Linked DNA regions of Gossypium hirsutum: region 1 is linked to region 2. A link is a contact called in public Hi-C data. All regions are on one chromosome and are shown on one strand. The core of a region is the stretch at or near the end of the contact, and the rest is flanking DNA. Distances in the headings are between cores, read along the strand shown. Region 1 holds the start of LOC107913566 (septin and tuftelin-interacting protein 1 homolog 1). Region 2 holds the start of LOC107913584 (probable polygalacturonase).

Region 1 (4,856 bases), core at 241-2,740, 730 kb before region 2:
TGCTGTCTCTTTTTCATTCCTTAAATCCCTATCAATCTTCTGAATATCAAGCTCTGCCAAGTCAACAATTAACTTCAAATTATGCTGCAACTCGGGCATCGGAACATCATTCTCTCTTGCCTTCTCTTCAGCATCTAGATTCTCCAAGTTGGTTAAAACTCTTACTTGTGGCCCCCTCATATCAATCACCTTCTGAACAATCTCAACACCCTCTTCTTGCTTCTTTGCTAACAACTCTTCCACTGTAATATACTCCTCCTTTTTCCTCCCCTTTGCATTCTTCGACCAAAGCCTCTCCTTTGCTTTCCCAACAGGCTGCTGGCTCACACTTTTCTTCTCTTCCAACTGCTGCAACCCTGGCAACTTAGCCTCCTTAAAATCATTAAACCCCATCCCCATATTCTTAGGCCTCATCTTTGCCTCAATAGGTGCAACAATTCCTTGCTCATTCTTCCCAAGACCACCTCCTTTATACCCCATTTTCTCAAGCAACTTCATCCCAATACCCTTAGTATGCTTCTCGAAAGACCCAACATCACCATTACCACCTCCAGCCTCCCTTCTGCCTCCTAAGCTTTTCTTCTCCATTTTCAACCTCTCCCTCTCTTTCTCTCTCCTTTGTGCCCCTTCCTTTATCTTCCTCCCAAAGGCAGTAGGCAAAAAACTAGTATCACCATCCTCATCAGCAACAACATTACCATCACTTTTGGGCAAGCTATCATTTCCACCAAACCCTAAACCTACGCCAGACCCCAATCCAGGCCTGCTATCATCCCCATTATCATCCCGAACACTATTATCGTTCTCTACCTTAGAATTATTATCGATTTCTTGGGTAGGCATTACAGTACCTGTAGAAACAAAGTTGACAGGCTTCGTCAAGTCGGCTTTCTTCCCGAATTCTTTCCTTCTCTTCCTTGATGAAGAAGAACCACCGTCTTCAGAGTCGGTATCAGATGCAAAAACACCATAAATAACATCATCTTTTGTCTGAGTCCGTTTTTCTTTGCGCTTTTTGTAGTAGAATTCGCCGTCTATCCATTGTGCGTCTTCAAAATCGTTCTCCATCCCAAACCTTTCCATCTCTTGATATTCATCCATTTTCTTCTCCGCTTTTTATCAAAATCTGAAGCAAAAAGAGCAAACAATCAGAATTTACAAACGGAAAAAAGAAAAAGCACAAACGGGGAGATCAATAAAAGTTTGAGTAAGAAGACGAAATGTAAAGTAAGATTAATAGTAGCAAAAATACCTGGAAATCTCGGCCAGAGGAAAATTTACAAAGAGGGTGGGAATCAGATTTATACGAATTTGAAGAACAGGGGAAATTAGAAATCAGAAAGAAGTGGGGGGGAACGGAGTAAATTAGGGATTTAGGGTTTAGGTTGCACTTAACGAGTCCGGGTAAGGATCCGGAACCTAAAAATGGTTTGATTTTATACCTGGGCTAACCTTCTATTTCTCCAAAGGGTGGGCCCAATTATTTGATTAAATATATGAAGTAGTGCAATTTATGTTTAAATAACCAGTTTATGTTTCCGGCTTTAATTGCAATTCACACAATTTTATACCTCTTTTACAACGTATATTCATTATACCATTGAAAATTTGAATTGATACTCAGAAGAAATTTAGGCCTTACTTAGTAAGAAACGAGATCTACACTCTGTTTAAATGTAAAATCAATTTGATTTTCATGTTGGATCTTTGTGATGTGAATTTTAGATCACATCAAATCATGTTGAATATGTTTTTTTTTTCTTTACTTAAGAGAACGAGTGGATGTAGTCAAATCATGTTTGTTAATTTTTTTCTTAGGTACTAAAAGAGTCGGAGCAAGATTTCTTAGCTTAATTGCAATCAACCATTAGGTTATGGTTAATCAAGTTCTTTTGTTGTTCAATAGGGCTCTGTGTGTTAATGTTTGTTCTAGCATATATTTTTTATGAGGTAGCAAATGTGAATATATATATATTTTTATGTTTGCTATCATGTTAGCCAAAATGGGTGGGATTGTTTAAATTATATCCAGTTGGTTTCTCAGTTCATTACTTAACATTTTAAGTTACATTATTGGTGTTAGGGCTCAACATGAAGTTGTGATTATCTCCATACCCATTAGAGGCACTAAAACCTAAAAATTACTCGTCTTCTTGCTTGATCTCTTTGTCAAAATTGATGTGGGTAACACTGGTAACATGAGAAAATTAATCTTCTTTCACCGGTAAAACTGCATGTAATTCACCAAGGTCTATAAAGTGTGAATAATAGAATAATTGATAGTAGAATTAGTGTTTTCATTGTTCTAAATATTAGACTGAATCAATGACATTGGCTCAAAGGCTGTGAAAGATCTAGTTGGAATGTGATAAGTAGTGCAATCTTTGTATAAATTGAAATGAAACAAATGGAGTGTGATGAGAGGATGGGAATGGTAGTAGCTCTTTAGGATTGAGAAGTCATATTCATGACCATGAGTTTCTTCTTAAGCTTGGTGTTCTAGTAGTTCTTAATATCATTGTTAGTCCGTCCTAGTAACTAAGCAACCATTATTGGCCATAAATCACGTGGCATCAAACTATTAAGAGCCTATATTTTATCCATATTTACGAATTATTTAAGTATAGTTAGGAAAAAAATCATATTTACATAATGATTTATTCGATTTTCTAACTTTATAAAAGAAAGACATTGAGTCGTCATTTATTTAATTTTTCATCTCTTTTAACTCTTAAACTGTATTTTTTTGTCAAAATACCTTGAAATGGTTGGAAAAGTAAACATTTTTTAACTTTGTTAACATGGTATTCCATGTGTATACGTAAGCAATTAATTAATTTCTTAAAATATCTAAAAATTATAGAATATTATTATAATTTTTAGTATTAAATAAACTTTACACTTTTTTAAAATTTTGATAATTTTTAAGTTTTTAGATTTTTTATAGGTAAAAAATTAATTAATTTTTCAAAATTTTTAAAAATTATAGAATATTATTATAATTTTTAGTATTAAAAAAATTTTACACTTTTTAAATTTTTGATAATTTTTAAGTTTTCAGATTTTTTTTAAAAATTAATTAATTATTAATGTGACATACATGTGGATATCATGTCAGTAAGATTAATAAATATTACATTTTCTATTCATTTTGGAGTGATTTGATAAAAACACAAATTCAAATATTAAAAGAAATAAAAATTTAAATAAAAAAAACTAAACTAATTTTTTTTTACAAAATTAAAGGGCTAAATAAATCATTAAGCCTTTTTAAAACCACAGAAAAAATCATGATGTACGACTATAAATTTTGTGTGCTACTTTAAAAGGGGATAAAATGTTGTTTGTGGTGTAGTGGTAAGATAAAATTAATAGTACTTGCTTTTTTCTTGTTTTCTCCTTTCAAAGCATGTCTTTTCCTTTCTTCTATAAACTTTCAAATAGTCTTATTCTAGGTTAAATTAGCCAAAAATACCAATAAAGTTTGTTAATTAGTCATATAGGCTGATTTTTTTTTTAAATTTAGGGAAATAGGTCATTTTTAGAGAGTGTGTGTAAAATTGTGTCTAATTGGGCACGCTTTTTGCATGGGTGGTAGGAAAGTTCACCCAACTGGATGTACTTTCACACACTCTCTCCCTAGCCAACGATTTTTTTAGGGTTTTTTACGGTTAGGGTTGGTTTTTAGGGTTTATGTATTTAGTATTTTTATTGTTTAGGGTTTAAGGGTGACACCGTAAAAGTTTATAGGTAGATTTAAAGGGTCGAGGATGCAATAATGCATCTCAGAACACATAAATTTTATATGTCATGTCAGGATAGGACCATTACCTCTGTTACTCATTTATGGAAGTCAAGTTCTGGGGTGACAGTGCGACGATCACAGGTCGAAGTCTAAGTAAAGGTCCCAGTTGGCGGTCGTTATACAATCATGGGTTTGAGTATAACTGAGGGCCAGTTGACGATCGTTATGCGGTCACGAGTTCAAACTTTTTGGATACTCGGAAATAATGCCTTAAATATACTATACATAAGACTGAGGCCATAATCATAGGAAAATGAAAGGCTTTCCGATGTAATCAACGTAATTTTTTTCTCTATTTCTAAGCAGTCGGTATCTTTAACCTTTTATTCTTATCCAAAGGCTGACACCGAGGTGGACACAAGAGGAATCTTAGGAGGAGAGTGGATGTTTCGGCTGAGTAGAGGTCAAACTCGGGTCGACATAGCAATATTTGTAGTTATTAGTGAATTGTTTAATAACGACAACCATTTTTGCCCCGAAAAGAGCACCGCCTAGGAGTCCTCTTGCGTCCATGATGGTGTTGGCCTTCGAATAAGAATGAAGGCTAAAGATATCGGTTGTATGGAAATGAAGAAAAAAATTACACCGATTATAGCAGAAAGCCCCATAATTTTTCCTTGTAATTATGCCCTTAACTTTTGTATAGTATTTATAAAGCAACATCTCTGAGCATCCAAAAAGTTTGAGCTCGTGACCGCACAATCACCTTCAATTAACTCCCCGCAATAACGGCCATCGATCGAGACCTTTACATAGACTTCCATCTGTGATCATATAATGCACCATCACCCTGAAACTTGACTTCTACAGGATAGGTTTCTGAGGTAATGTCCCATGTCGGTATGATATATGGAATGTGTGTTTCTTGGAGCGATATCGCATCACCGATGACTCAAGAATACCTTAAACATGAATAAATATTATTGACAAAAAATATGAACATTGAAGCGAGAAGAAAACTGAGAGAGAGAAATATCGTAAAGTGGAAGGGTGATGGTTAAGAGAGATGATTGTTTAGGGATGATGGAGTATAGAGGGACAGCCCCCTCTT
Region 2 (5,452 bases), core at 1,079-3,578:
TGCGCATATGCTCCTTTCTCACACCCTAAATTATATAATATAATAATAACCTAAATTAATAAAATCTTAAAATAAAAAGAGATAGCTTAATAAATACAATAAGTGTTTTAAAATTTTTGTATTGTGCACCAATGCAAGCTCTCATGTCAAATTTTTCATGCAATCTGTATATTCACTCGTTCCTTAACACATTGGACAATTATTATATCTATATAAAAAAAAAGATCGATTAAGTGTTAAATTAGGTAAAACTCATGTCCAAAATTAATTAAAATAAAAAAAATATATCAATTGAGTGCATTAATAGTTGTGGTAAGTTAAATAGTAAAGGTAGACATTTGATATCAAACCACTCTAAATCATTTGTGTCAATTTTTCTTAAGCTCTTTATTTTAAAATTTTCAAAAACTAATTCATCCCCTCTTAATATACATTGATTATAGCACATTATATTTAAAAATTAATACTTAATTTAACAAATTTAATACATTAAAATCATAATTAATTGTATCTATTATAAGTGTACACATACATATTCAATTGAACTTTAATCTCAATTATCAAAATACTTTTTATTTTTTAGAATTTAATATTTTTATATAAAATTTCTAGATTTTTTTTTACTTTTATTTAAACTCATAATAAGTGTTGAAGTAATATGTATTTAATTACACTTTAATTATAATTTAAACTATACAATTTGATCAATAAGCAATATCTTATTATGTTATTTTAAATTATTTCTTGATTAAAATTAGATTAATTCTATTATCAGGGAAAAACACAAAAAATAGATATACATGAAAAATGTAGTATACAAAGAGGTGTTATTATAAGAAAGGCCAACATGATCAATTTATTGTATAACTAAAAATAACATTATTATTTAATATATTGATGATCTCGTTCATTTATTTACACTGATTTTGTAGAGATAAAAGAAAAAGTAGAGATTGAAGAATAAAAAGTATGGTATGTACTATGTCCATATTTTAAATATTGTATAAAATACTTTTTTTAAATATTGTAAAATTACTTGATTTATGATTTGAAATTCTTTTATTAGTTATATGAAATCAAAATATTTTATTAAATAATAAAAATATAAACGTGAATATTTACATGCAACACGTGATATAAAAAATAATGTTGATAAAAAGATATAATGTCAAATTTAGCCTTCAATTTTATATCTTTTGTTAATTTGGTCATTTTTTTAAAGTTAAATTTGGCCCTCAACTTTTTAAAAGAGTCGAATTGTTGCTTTTTAAATGGAAATATTGACCAAAATGTTAAATTTTTAAGCATAGCAACCGACATGACAATCTACATGTACTTCCTATTTTTTACTTTTTATAATATTTTTATAATTTTTAAATTATTTGTTAGCATACCATATAAAAAAATATTGTTATATTAGCACGAAGTATACATAAATTATTACATAAATTATTACGCCAATATCATGAAAAAATTTAATATTTTAGAAAATATTTCTATTTAAAAAAGAGAGATGACTTTTTTTTGTTACTCGTCTCTAAGGGAAGTCGTTATTGTTTGCCTTTTGAAGCTGGCATGGAATGCCTACATCCATTATATCCATGCTATTTGGTGTGAAAAGAATGGAATGTTTTTTGGGAGAGCTCATGGCAGATACACTGCCTTTAAAGATTAAAGAAACAATTAAGATTAGACTGATGGGTAAGTGATACTGTAAATATTTAGTCTTTGTTCTAATTGGGTATTTTGAATTATAGTGATTAGGTTGAATTTGTATAGCATTTGATTTTGGTTGTTTTGTTGTTTTTTTAGCAGCTTTTAAGTAATAAAATTGCAATTTTTATCCAAAAATAAATTGATATTATGTTTAGAGACATTCCATTAATGATTTAATGGATGTGATAAAAAATTCATTGTAATAAAAAAATTGGATCTAAATAAAATAAAATAAAATAAAAACAGCTTAATGATTCAATCATCAACCGTGTAATTTACCTGGATTAATCATACCTTGGTGGAGGCGACGAATCAATCCTAAAATTCCTACCCTACGTGTACGATCATGATTTAATGATGAAAGCTCACACAAAACCTTATATGCACCGAAAACACACACCCAATTTAATTTAATTTAATTTTAATTGTTTATATTATACAAAAAAGGAAAGCAACCTTTGGACGAATTCCCGCGAGGAGCGGTATCGGTTGGGTCACATACCTTCTTTAACGGACACGAGACTCTAAGAATAACACTCAAGACAAAAGTGTATGTGGCTGCTATCTATCGTATTGCCCACATATATCACATACATTCCCTCTTCATGTTAGTTCGTGATTGGAACTCCTTTTCCCACGAAACCTGATTCCAATATATATATTTTTATTTATATTTTAAGGAGCCTTTGCTAAAACGCGGCTAATGGCTATATACGCCGAGGCCGGCATTTAGCTTTGTCATCCTTCGCCATTCTTCTTTTTCTCACGTATGCAGGAAACCAGCCCACTGTTTTATTCTTTCTTTTTATAACTATTTTTTCTTCATGCATGTAAATCCTATCAAAATCTAATTCCATTAACATTTTTTTAATATTTAAATTTTTTTTATAAATTTTGGTGATGCATGAAAGGTAAAGATTTCTTTACTTAAAGATTATCTATATCATCTGTGTTTTTCAATCAATATCTTTAATTTTGTTAATTAGAGCAATAAAAATTCAATTTTTTTCTTTCTTCTTTTTCAACAAAAAATGGAACCTGAGAGACCAAATTATGGTGCGATAATGGTTCACTTGAAAAAACCGTATTGGGTTTTCCTTATTCTTCTCTTTACATTCGTAGCTGTTCTCACTTTTCAAATCTCCACAAAAGATATCCTTCCTTTCCAATTCTTTGGCGTTACTGGATCACGTAAAACCAGCGTCACATCCGGCTCCGAACCCGTCCCCGACCCCGGAAGTTGCGCCGGGTTGTTGGGAGAGTTTCCTGAGAGAAAACATGTTATGTCGATAAAGGAATTCGGAGGAGTTGGCGATGGGAAAACCTCAAATACGGCTGCATTTTGGAAGGCGATAGTTCACATGCAACGTTTAAGTAACAAAGGCGGGGGTCAGCTTAATGTGCCCAAAGGAAAGTGGTTAACAGGAAGCTTTAATCTCACCAGTAATTTCACTTTGTTTCTTGAAGACGGTGCAGTTATTTTAGGTTCTCAGGTCAGCAATGCTCCGTTTTCACTATAACATATATATTTGATTTGATGGGTTCATTTTGGCTTCTCCAGAATTGAAGTTGGATGATTGTAGATTGTTGATTTGAACATGATACCTCCTAGTTGAAAGCTTAAATTTCTTTTTTTTTTTTTAAATCAATTTGAAAACTTAAGTTTTAAATGCATTGCTTCATGCTTTATCATCTCTGTTTGTTTGTCCGTTTCAAGTTGTTTAATTTTTTTGGTTTTGCATTTGAATTTGAAGAATTAAGTTGGACGATTAATGTGTGTCAAATATAATTTTATTTCGTAGTTTATGTTGTAGAAGAGAAAATAGAGTGGGTTACTTCGTTTATCCTGCATGAATTGTTTCTTCATTTTTTTTACCCAAATTCAAGATGTTTCTTCATTTTTCTTACCCAAATTCAAGATTTTGCTTAAGGAACATTGAGCTTCTTACCACACAACCCTCGAACCTTGGTGGTTACTCTCAGTACTTAGCTTTTCTCAAAGAATTCTTTCCCTTTTCAGGCGAAAAATAGGGATTAAAAGAACCTTGTGATAGGTGAAAGAAAGAGCAACTTTATGAATAGAAAGTGGTGCAAAGTTCAAATAGAATTTAGAAACATAGCTAGGTTTTCTCACTTTGTGTATGTCATGCTTTGAATTTGTTGTTTCTCATAGCCTTTTTTCTTTAGAAGAGAAACAAAGTTGGGTGGTGTCGATGTGCAACTTTAACTAAAGGACCCCCCCCCCAAAAAAAAAAGCATATTTTGTTCTCATTTCAGTTCAAATTTAAAGCAACAAATTTAGGTGATTTGTTTGTAAAAATTGAAACTAGATATAGGGAATCTGGTGTAAATAGGGGATCGATATTCTTTGTAAAATTGAGGAGATTGACCGTGGTGATAAAAGGTATTAGTACTGTGAATTTTGGGAACTATTGTCAGCTGACTTTATCCTTTTGAATCACGTAGAATGGCATTATCACATTAGCTGTACCAGGAAACTATAAAAAGAGCGTTCATCCCTTATGTTTGGTGTATTGAAGGAACACAAAATTGTTCTTTGAGGGCAAAACAAATTTTTTTGGAACATTAATTTGTTCTCACTTAGAAGACTTGGTTTTCTGACGGAATTCATTGAGTGTATGAGATTAAGGCTGCCAAAAATCCTTAGATTGGTTGAGCTTAAATTAGCGCTTGTACTGTGACTCATTTAGTGAATTTATCTCCGGGCAAATCTTTGCAAATGTAAGTTATTATTGAATTGCGTAAACATCTTTGGTATTCTAGTATTTCTGTTAGAAGTAGACTGTTTCACATAGTATCGCAACATTCTAGTGCAACAACGTAACAACCAGAACCTTTCAAGTTGTTTACTAAAATAGGCAAACAATTGCTGTCTAATTATTTTGGTCACCTGGAAACTGTTAATGCATTTCTTTATTTATTTAAATTAGTTGCTGAAGTCTGCTGATCTTTTAATATTTTGTTTATGAGTAATAGGATCCAAAGGAATGGCCTGTTGTAGAACCATTGCCTTCTTATGGTAGAGGGAGAGAGAGACTGGGAGGAAGACACATAAGCCTTATTCATGGAGATGGCCTTACCAATGTAGTCATTACAGGTAATTTTATCAATTTTTTAAATAACATATTTGGAGACATAGTTATGGTACTTTGATGATTAATAATGAAATTGGAAAGAAGAGTTGCTTTAACTTGCACACACATGCACGCACACATGTATGCATAAATCAAAAGTTATAATGGCAGCCAGCCATGTGTTACATTTTGCTTTTCTCAAATTAGATTTAATTGACTTGACTAGGGCTCATGGATTATAACAAAATGAATGCTTTCCCATGCTTGCTGGGTAGAATTTTAAAAAGCATCTAAATTGACACTTTGATAAGCTATTTCTACCTGATTTTAACTAGTAGTTGGGTTTATTTAAAAGCAGTGAAACAGCTAGATGTCTTTAGTTCCACAGAGCAGCTAGCTGCCATTGTCATCCATTACTAACTTGTCTGTGAAGCATTTCTACCTTCTCTAAAGATTGATCAAGTATGTGTGATGAAGAGTTTTAATGTTGTAGGACAGAACGGGACAATTGATGGTCAAGGTGGGATGTGGTGGGATTTATGGCAGAACAGAAGGCTAACACACACAAGAGGCCACCTCGTAGAGCTAATGAACTCTCATAACATTCTTATCTCTAACCTAACCTTCCGGAATTCACCATT

The links. Hi-C and Micro-C count contacts between places; a contact is called where the count stands out from the background.
Region 1: a contact with region 2 is called in a Hi-C map of leaf, with 2.1 times the contacts expected there. The contact joins the promoter of LOC107913566 here to the promoter of LOC107913584 in region 2. A contact is called at or near these places in 2 of 34 Hi-C or Micro-C datasets (both in leaf).

The regions. Positions count from the first base shown.
Region 1 is chrD11:47,922,478-47,927,333 of Gossypium_hirsutum_v2.1, reverse strand. LOC107913566 (septin and tuftelin-interacting protein 1 homolog 1) reads right to left here and starts at 1,490. Exons shown (of 2, transcript XM_016842200.2): 1 at 1,253-1,490; 2 at 1-1,126. The coding sequence starts at 1,101.
Region 2 is chrD11:47,191,033-47,196,484 of Gossypium_hirsutum_v2.1, reverse strand. LOC107913584 (probable polygalacturonase) reads left to right here and starts at 2,328. Exons shown (of 5, transcript XM_016842217.2): 1 at 2,328-3,209; 2 at 4,714-4,834; 3 at 5,305-5,452. The coding sequence starts at 2,748.